Regions from separate parts of the Hordeum vulgare genome. Here region 2 is linked to region 1. Evidence: chromatin contacts called from public Hi-C data. All regions are on one chromosome and are shown on one strand. The core of a region is the stretch at or near the end of the contact, and the rest is flanking DNA. Distances in the headings are between cores, read along the strand shown.

The links. Hi-C and Micro-C count contacts between places; a contact is called where the count stands out from the background.
Region 2: a contact with region 1 is called in a Hi-C map of seedling, with 1.8 times the contacts expected there. The contact joins the promoter of LOC123440665 here to the enhancer-like site in region 1. A contact is called at or near these places in 3 of 6 Hi-C or Micro-C datasets (leaf and seedling) and 1 of 1 datasets of contacts at active chromatin or transcription factors (embryo).

The regions. Positions count from the first base shown.
Region 1 is chr3H:568,469,815-568,474,567 of MorexV3_pseudomolecules_assembly, forward strand. No RefSeq gene overlaps it. Among protein-coding and RNA genes, the nearest start is that of LOC123445171, 14 kb to the left of the region's middle. Within about 2 kb of position 2,322, at least 2 of the 3 cell types and tissues checked have open chromatin away from gene starts, as enhancers often do. A contact at or near this core is called in seedling, where this site is marked.
Region 2 is chr3H:569,079,812-569,084,525 of MorexV3_pseudomolecules_assembly, forward strand. LOC123440665 (B3 domain-containing protein VP1-like) reads right to left here and starts at 2,938. Exons shown (of 6, transcript XM_045117225.1): 1 at 1,338-2,938; 2 at 985-1,101; 3 at 539-636; 4 at 1-2. The coding sequence starts at 2,858.

The sequences.
Region 1 (4,753 bases), core at 1,072-3,571:
TATAAAATGCTCGCATATACAATAAAATGTTGCAATTTTAGAAAAATATTTGTACAATAAGAAAAGTCCATGATTTCAAATACAATTCCATGTATTCAAAATTATTAAAGGCATTTAACAAAATGCTTTCTAATTGAAAATATGTTAATGCATCTAAGAAATGTCCTAAAATTTTAAAAATAGCTAATGCCTGTTTTGATAGTTTCTTTTCTTTATTTAAAATTTTCCATTCCATTTTTGTTTATTTCTAATTTAAATAATTTAGAATTACATAAACTTTTCCATATTAAAAAATAGGAATTTTGAAATAAAATGCTGACGAAAACATAATGTCCATGAATTCAATAAATATATTACTGATTTATAACAATGTCCATGAATTTAATAAATATATTACTGATTTATAAAAATGTTTGTTTATTTAGAAAAACTTCATGCGTTTGATAAAATGTTTGTGAATTTAAAATAAAATCCTCCAACATAAAAAATTATGTTCGCCTTTTCTTGAATTGGTCGCCAATTCAAAAGAAAATATTTAAACCTGTTCGAAATATAAAAAATATTCACGATTTTTAGTAAATGTTTGTAAATTGTAAAAAATGTTCTCGATTTTAAAATTGTTCTCATATTTGTAAAATTGTTCACGAAAGATCTAATGTATGTAGTTAAACATTAATGCTTCTAAGTCTTTGTGACAATATAACTGTGTGAATTTTAAAAAATTAACTGTTGGATGGATCGAATTTTTATTGTATGTTTTCTAATTTTTTTTATTAAAGTTCAGAATAAATCTTTGAGTTATCAAGATTTTTGACAATCATGATATATATTTTTTGAAAATGTAAAGATTGCTTCAGCTTGTGAATAAATTTAAAAGAAAAAACATTTTCTTGCATTTGTACATAAAATTTCAAAATCAAGCGATGATATGTGAACATAATGTGGTCATCATCATTGAAGATTATGTTTTTTTTCCGTGGCTACGCACGGGCCATTTTGCTAGTATTTAAAATAAAAGAATAATGTTCATGTTTCACTCATTTCACCGTTCAATCTATGGTATGTTAACCCCTCTCCCTATTTTGATTTCCGCCTTGCCTCTCTTATTTCCCCCATCGTTTGTTAAAATTACCTTAACCACCCCAATGTCTTATTGTCTTACCAAATATAATTATGTTTTCTTTGATAATGCAATACGTGTTGACTCGCCAGCCTGTCGCGGCCCCGCCTCCCTCCGCCCATCGGCCTGCGCGCGGCCATGCCGCCCTCCGCCGTCGGCCTGCGCGCGGCCATGCCGCCCTCCGCCGTCGGCCTGCCCGCGGTCCCGCCGCCCTCTGCCGCCGGCCTGCCCGCGGCCCGCGCGCCCTTCGCCGTCTCCCCGTCGCCCGCCCACGGCACCGCCGCCCCTGCTCGTAGCCCCGCCGGCTTGCCCGTGGCCCTGCCTCCCTCCGCCGCCGGCGTGCTCGCGGCCTCGCCGCCGGCCTGCCCGCGGCCCGCCGCCCTCCGCCGCCGGCCTGCTCGCGGCCCGGCTACCGCCCTCCGCCGCCGGCTTGCTCTGCAACTGAGTTCTGCAACCCGACCTTTGTTGCAAAAAGTTTTCTGCAACACGACATTTGTTGCAAAATTTCTTTTGCAAACAATTAATACCTATTTTGGAGAAAGTCAAAAAAAAATCTGTAACAAAGTCATTGTTTCTGAAACTCGATCATTATTTCAGGAATTTAATGGAACTCGATCGTTGTTTCTGAAACTCAACCGTTGTTTCATGATTTTTGGGTGCAGGGAGGCGACGGATCGAACGGCTGCCGCATACATCCAACGGCCGTTGAGGTGGCGGACGTTTATTAAACATTCACCGGTGGACGCGTAGCAGCCCCTTTAAAATTTTGAATTTGCTTGCATTGCTACACTTAGAAAATTAGAGTTACCATGCCATAATTTAGAGTCTCACGTGTTGTGCCAATAGTTTACTGCAATTTTCTTTCTAGACGTATGATGTGATCATTTTACACCATGTTAACTCTGAACAATCTCGCTGCAACCTTGTCTAAAATTGCACCACTTATAGTTTACTCCTCCTCCTCCTCATCATCATCATGATCATCATCATCATCATCATCGACATGTTATTTTGTTTTATCTCCTCGCTAGCTCTGTGAGTCTGCTATATTAGTTTACAAATTAAGGGAATATCACTCATAGTTTACTCATTATCTTTTGTGAGTCTGTGATGTCAGCGTCTTACTTAGCCTGGCCCTGACCCAGACATGTGGCTTAGCCTGGCCCAGGCCGCGTTGGAATAGGTCGCCTGGGTGCTGCATGGCAGCTGGCTCCACTCCAATCAGCAGATTCTCTCGTATGGGTCATGCCTCAAAAGTACTCCCTTCATAAAAAAAAGAAGAACGTTTAAATAATTAAAATAGTGATTTAAACACTTTTTTATTTATTTATGAAGGGAGTATGTGTTATTTAGCATTAAGATTTTTCAAGGCATGGACTACAACCAAACATGTCATGTCTGACCAGGCATTTGTTTTTCTACTTTCCATGCTATGTCCAGGAGCCACTTTGTTCCGGGCATACATGTGAGGGTGAGAACCAAACATACATGTAATCATTTTACACATGCAGACCCTGAACGATCTCGCTGTAACCTTGTCTAAAATTGCACCACTCATAGTTTACTTATCTTTTTCCTCCTCCTCCTCATCATCATCATCATCATAGACATGTTATTTTGTTTTATCTCCTCACTAGCTCTCTGAGTCCGTCCGTTATATTAGTTTACAGAGGGAATACCACTCATAGTTTACTCATTATCTTTTTCTTCTTCGTCGTCCTTCTTCTTCTTCCTCTTCTTCTTCTTTTTCTCCGCCATGTTATTTTGTTTTATTTCTCGCTAGCTCGGTGAGTCCGTTACACAGATGTATTTGAATATGATACGGTTAGATCTCCATTTTCCAAGATACCAGACGAATGGACATAAAAGGTACGGCATCTCTCGCGAAAACGAAAAGGCACGTTAACTGTCTTCGCTTGCAACTTCTTCTCCGTTCTCAGAGGGTGGCTCCTCTTCTTTTCTTCCTTTCCTTGGATTATTTTTCAGTCCTGGCTAGCCCCGTGAGTCCGATGTGTATATACGTGCACATAGTACATTATCCTCGTCCATGGATTTATGAATCTCCAATTCCCAAGATACCAGACGAGTGCGCATAGAAACAAAATCCCATCTCGACCCTCAAGTAGTGGTTAAATACACACACACACATACACATACGCATTTCGCCGCATCCGGTGCAGTTTGGCGCCACCGAACGCCACCAAACACAGGAACACACACTCCTCCATCCATCAATACCGGACAAAACCACGTCCGCGCGCACACAGAAACACGCCGCTCATGATTGCCTTATCCTCCACGAACACACCTCATCACCAGGTCCTCTTTATTCACCAAAAAATGTAAAGAAACCGAGCAGGAAAAGGAGGAAGGGGAAGAAGAAAACAAGCGCATCCCGGCCCACATCCGCGATCGGTCGCCGGGGCGCATCGGAGACGCCGCGATCGGGAACCCCCACCACGGGTAGCGGGGCACGTAGGCGCGAGAGGCCTCGATAAGCCAGCCTAGTTTACGATGGAATTCCCTCCGGGTGGCCTAGTTTATGATATCCCCTCCGCCGGAACCGAGCGCACCATAGCGTCATGTCCCTCCACGCGGACGCCGCACATGGCGACGCCTCGGCGCCGCCAGCCTGGCCTGACCCCCTCCCCCGCGGCCGGGGACAGGAGGTGGAGTGGCGGACGTACTGGCGAGTTCCGCTTCGGCTGAGGAATCGGCCAGCTAGCGTGAGACGATGCTTGTGTTTGTTTCCGATCATGTCTATAGCGGTCAAAGGCAGCAAGCTCAATCGCAACCATCGCCATGCACACCCGACGTTTAAATTAGTAGCCACCCATGCATTTAGAGGTCACGGTTTTCCACGGGTAGGACGATGGCAGTACGTTGTGTGTATGCTTATTCGGGCCAGTTCGGTCAGTGGAAATTCCATTTTTTTTTTCCTTTTCAGAGCAAGCAGTGGAAATTTCTTTCCACCCATGGACTACCTCTGAGATATTAGGTCAAGAACTATTAGAGACATCGAGTCTGCACAGAGCCAATGATTAATGGCATGCATCAGCAACCATCAGACGTGAACTAATATCACCCTTCGTGTAGGTTCGTAGCACCTGTACCGTAAGAAATGCTCTCCGACAGTGATGCCTCAAGAAGGAAAGGACACGTCGTTGGATGATGGGTTTTCCCTGCAAGAGAAATCCAGCAATCTTCACACAACGTATTCAACAAGGTAGTAACATGCGTGTTTGATAGTCCGCATACACCTCAACCAGATCCAGTTGGGCCAAAAACACGTGTTCGGTTGTATACGAGGTGAGCTGGCGTGCATCGACATGAACCTTAAAGCGGTTAGAGCCCGACTCGCTGAAAATCCTCAAATTGACAGTTTCAAACGAGCCAGATTTAGTATGGCGCAAAGGGGATGCAACTCGCACACGAGGGAGCAAGGCGAAATCGATTGGGGATGGCGGGTGATGGAAATGGGATGCGGTTGGACGACACAAAATCTAACCTCAACCCCCATTTACTTGGTCACCACTAACTTTAGGACAAGCACTTCCACTGTTCTTAGCAGCGACGACTTAGATATGTGGAAGCGGCGGCGGCGAAGGCGGCGGATGCAGTAGCGACACTCTC
Region 2 (4,714 bases), core at 1,688-4,187, 610 kb after region 1:
ACCTGCATGCATGAAAATCGAAAGCCATCATTGTACCAGAAATTTGTTATCGTACAGATACAAGCTAGCTAGTTTGTTTTCTCTTATTTCGACAGTTCTAGCTAGCTAGCAACATATGATATTTACACTTTGGAAGAAGAAGAAGATGACGAAAAAGAAAGGAGGTATATACGATATCAGGAACACCCACTTGATCATGATATTCTACTGTACTGCCCAATGTTAACAAGGAGTGAACCAAGAGTTAGAGAGGATGAAAACAAATTTTCTGCATGCCCATTCGCGTATATATAGAGAGAGCGCGCACTACGAATGCATGCTACTATTTGGCTCCCGGATTCCCATCATATGTATTCATATGACCCACTTGCCCAATTGGGAAAGGAACATGCGTGCCCCACAGTGATGCAGTGATCATGTCATTTACTATATGTGGCCTACACAGATAATTAAAAAAAGATAAAAGTGGACTAATCAAGCATGCATGTTTAATATTATTAAATTTATCCCGAAATCGATGGACGGGAGTACTACTTACCGGTACCGCATGCTCCACACCTGAGATGTGCCGATGTCCTCAATGGGGATCGAGATGCCGTCCCCCGTCTTGAGCTCCGGCAGGTGAGTCTCCGCTTCCTTCTGAAACCATCCATGGAAGAAGAGACACTTTTTAGTCGCAACCGATCGATCAGCGGAAAGACAAGAAGATCCATGGATAGATACACTTGCAAAATCCGAGAAATCAAGAAGGAAATCAACACCAAGATCAATAGAAAGAGAGGAAGATCCATTCATAGCTAGGTCATACAGTTGCAAGTTGCAATCCAAAGACTGATCTTGTCTAATTAATCAAAGAGTAATCAAGGAGAAATTAAAATTTGCAAGTGGCTGCATGCACATAAATAGCTGAAAATTGCAAGTGGTGCATGGGGATGGGGATGTGGATGGAGGAAGAAGATCGCCATAGGGAGGTGACTGCCTCACTTTGGGGAGCACGATGCGGCCGAGGGTTCCGACGTCGCTCTGCTTCAGCACCTTCTGCAGCAGGAACCGCAGGTTCTTGTCTCCTGCCGGCGGCGCCGCCGCCGTCCTTGATGCCCCCTGCGCGCATGCACGGAACCTCGTTGAGAACTCGAGATGCAATTCACCGTGCAGGTAAACACACACGCACGAACGCACGCACGCATGCGGGGAGGAGATATCCTATCGCTGGACAGCGATGTGCGTCTCTTACGAAGTACGCACACTTATTTGGGGAGCAATGGCTTGTGATTCTATGCGGGATGGCGATCGATGGATGGATGGCAATGGCAAGAGGTGGTCGTGCATGCATGCACCTGCTGCCGCTGCTTGTCGGAAGCCGCCGCCTGCCCCTGGCGCTGCTGCGAGGCGGCGCCGCCGGAGGGCGGCCTCGCTGCCGCGTCCGGCGAGGGTTTTTGCTGCTTCTGCCTCGAGGAATTGGACTTCGTCGACAGCGGATTCGGGACCTGGATCATGAGCTGGCCATGAGGCTGGGCCTGGACGGCCGGCGGCGACCAGTGGCCTCCCCAGACGGGGGCCGAGTGCGCCGCGCGGGGGGAGGGCTCTTGAGGGAAGCCGCCGGTTTGGATCTGGCTCAGATTCAGCTGCTGGCTCCGCTGCTGCTGCAGGCACGACAGGCGCCGCTGCCTCGCCATCCGCTTCTTCCGGGCCTCCCTGGTCGCCGCCGGCTCCATCCGCTGCGGGAACTGCCCGGCGAATCCGGGAGCCGCGAACGGCTGCGGCACGGGCCCCGGCGGCGGCATCGGGTATGTTTGAGTGCCTGCGGATGTGGCGCCCGCTGGCACGAACGCCGCGTACTGCAGCGGCCAGGCCCCGGCGTGCATGTCGGCCGCCGCCGGCGGGGAGAACGGCTGACTGCTCACGACCACGCTGCTCGTGCTGCAGCCCTGCTGGAACGGGTACATCGCCTCGCCGCCGTAGGATGCAGTTGGCGAGAAGGCCTGATAGGGCATCCAAGATGTGGCAGCGGCAGCACCCGTCTCCGTGGGGAATTCGTAGCTGGGGTTTGCGCCGGGGCTGGGGAGCTGGCCTCCTGCCGGCGGCGCCTCCTGATCCATGGCGCCGACGCGGGGGCGCTTCTTCTGCAAGTGGTGGTTCTGCACCCAGGTGAGGATGAGCTTGAGCAGCTGCATGGTGCCCTGGCGCCCCCCGCCGAGCCGCGCGGCTGCGGCCTCGATGGTAGATCGACGGAGGCGGATGCTGCGGAGGTCCTCGGCCGAGATGCAGTCTCGGTTGTTCGTGAGCCACTCCATGAAGAACCGCGGCAGGTCGTCCGCCGCGCTCCCCGAGCCGCCTCCACCCATGAAGGCGTCCTCTCCCCCACCACCAGCCGCATCCGACGCCACTCTGCCGCCCGCGCCGTAGCCCGCCAGCGGATGCTGCTGCTGCTGCTGCTGCTGCTCGGAGATGACGTCCTCCAGCATCATCCCGACGTCGGGGAAGAGCGGCTCGTCGTCCCAGGGGACGTCGTCGTTGATGGACGCGAAGTCGAGCAGGTGGTCGATGTCGGAGAGGTCGTCCACCCCGTCCCCGGCCGCGGCAGGCTCCGACGGCTCGCCGCGCGTCCCCTCGCCCCCACGCCCGCCCACTCCCGCCGGAGCGGCGAAAGCGCTGGAGGAGTTGGAGGAGGAGGACGAGGAGAAGTTGGAGCTCGACGGCGAGGAGAGGCAAGGGAAGTCCGGGAGGGCCGGGAAGGTATCCTGCGCGAACATGAAGTCGTCCTCCCCATGCCGGATCTCCACCGCGGGGCCCTTCCCGCGCCTCGGCGCGCTCCCCTGCGGGTGCCGCGGCGGCGACGAGCCGGCGGAGGCGTCCATGCAAAGGGACGGAGGCAGCGAGAGCTAGAGGGCGAGGGCGACCGGGCGAGAGAGGGAGATGCGATGTGTGTGTGCGGCCAAAGCGTTTGTCCCGCTGTGTGTAGGTGCGGGGTGGGGGTGGGGGTGGGGGTAGGGGGTGGGTGCAGTTACTCAGAAGATGAACAGGGCAAGCAGGAGGTGGAAGGGAGAGAGTGCGGCTGCGCGCCACACGTGGCGCCCGCCGAGGGCTGTGGGAAGCGCTCCACCGCCCACGCCAGCCTCTCCCCGGCATCTCCCCCGCTCGCCCTCGGCCCATCCCACTGCACGCGGGCCCCACCTGTATCCCCGGGCCCGGCTTCAGCGAAACGGCATCGATCTCCGCGGGTGCGGGGTCGCCCCGCATGGTCCTGCTCGATGACAGCGGGGCCGCGTGACGCGAGCCCACATGTCAGTTACCGGGCTGGTGGGAGACTTTTGTTCCGGCGCGTGATAATGTTGACCGCTGCGTGGCACGTGCATGCGTCCGTGGACGGGGCCCGGGTGCGCGGAGCGGCTCCGCCTCGTAGGATGTCTGTGTCGCGGGAGCGCCGACTGGGCGCTGCGCGCTGGGTCCCTTTCGCGCCGTCCGATGGAGCCACTCCCGAGATCCGACGGACGCGAGCTTCCCAGGCGACATCAGGCCTGTCTCGGAACTAGGGGCGGCGCGTCCCCGCGCACGCACCCAAGCCTACACGGACGGGCGCACATGACGTGGAGGTGGGTCACATGTGGCCGGGATGACGTGGTGGTGAATGATTGGTCGTGGAGGTGGCGTGTGTGGAGCCATGGGCCCATGCCGCGGCCAGCTCAACGGCAGCCGGGAGATACATGTATCCGGTGTGGGCGTTGCGTGTGGATGCAGCGTTTGCTTGCCTTGTCCTGCTCGTAGGAGGTTGTTGCGGCCATAGTCAACAATATTTCGTAGCTTTTCTTAACTCTTTCTGGAAACGCTTGAGCAGTGCAATTGATATACGTATATTTGTTTCCATCACATGAATGACACCATGACGAAGTACTACTAGAACTGATAGAGTATTGCGTGGCGGCACCTTTGGCGGTTTGCGTAGCTGTTTCAAACAAAAAAATCAGTTTTTTTTTCTCGAGAGCACATCAATGATATACCTTAGCTTATAAAAAAGAGAATAATATGTACAAAAATTTACATGATAGATCATCACAACCCGATGATCCCACCCTAAAAAATAATCAGAGTATACAACGAGGATGGTGATAGATATAGCGTGGCTATGTGAAATATTTTCTAGGTAGACAATCGGGTGTAACACATTTACATTGGCATTGAACTAGTTGTGTCCGGAAATTTTAGCTAGATGATATGGATCTTATTGTCGGTCTTTGCGTGTGTGTTTTGAAGTGTGTAGGTGACCTCATTGATCAACAAGATTGTATTCGTATATATGTAGGCATTTAAGATTGGTAACTGATGTATTGACTTAGGACCGACGAATACCTTCAAGAAATTTTGGTATATCGTGATGTGGTCGTTCAGTCGTTCAAACATCTAAGGTCTCACATGTTGAATTGTTAGGTTGCTCATTTCTCCCCCAGTAGATGGTCATGGATAATATATCAATTACATCTATTTACGTTTTTTATAAAACATATCATATTTACGTGGGCCTGTATTTACGCCCCATCTATGGTTTATATGGTTCTAAAAAGGAGAAACAATGATGTGCATCTCTATCTTGATTGTCCGTTACATAACGTAATATATATAACACATTAATTGGCAGTAACTACGTTGTAAGTCCTTACCTCTGTTGACTTTACGGATGATAGCACGTAGACGGTGATTGACAAAAGATCAACAACAA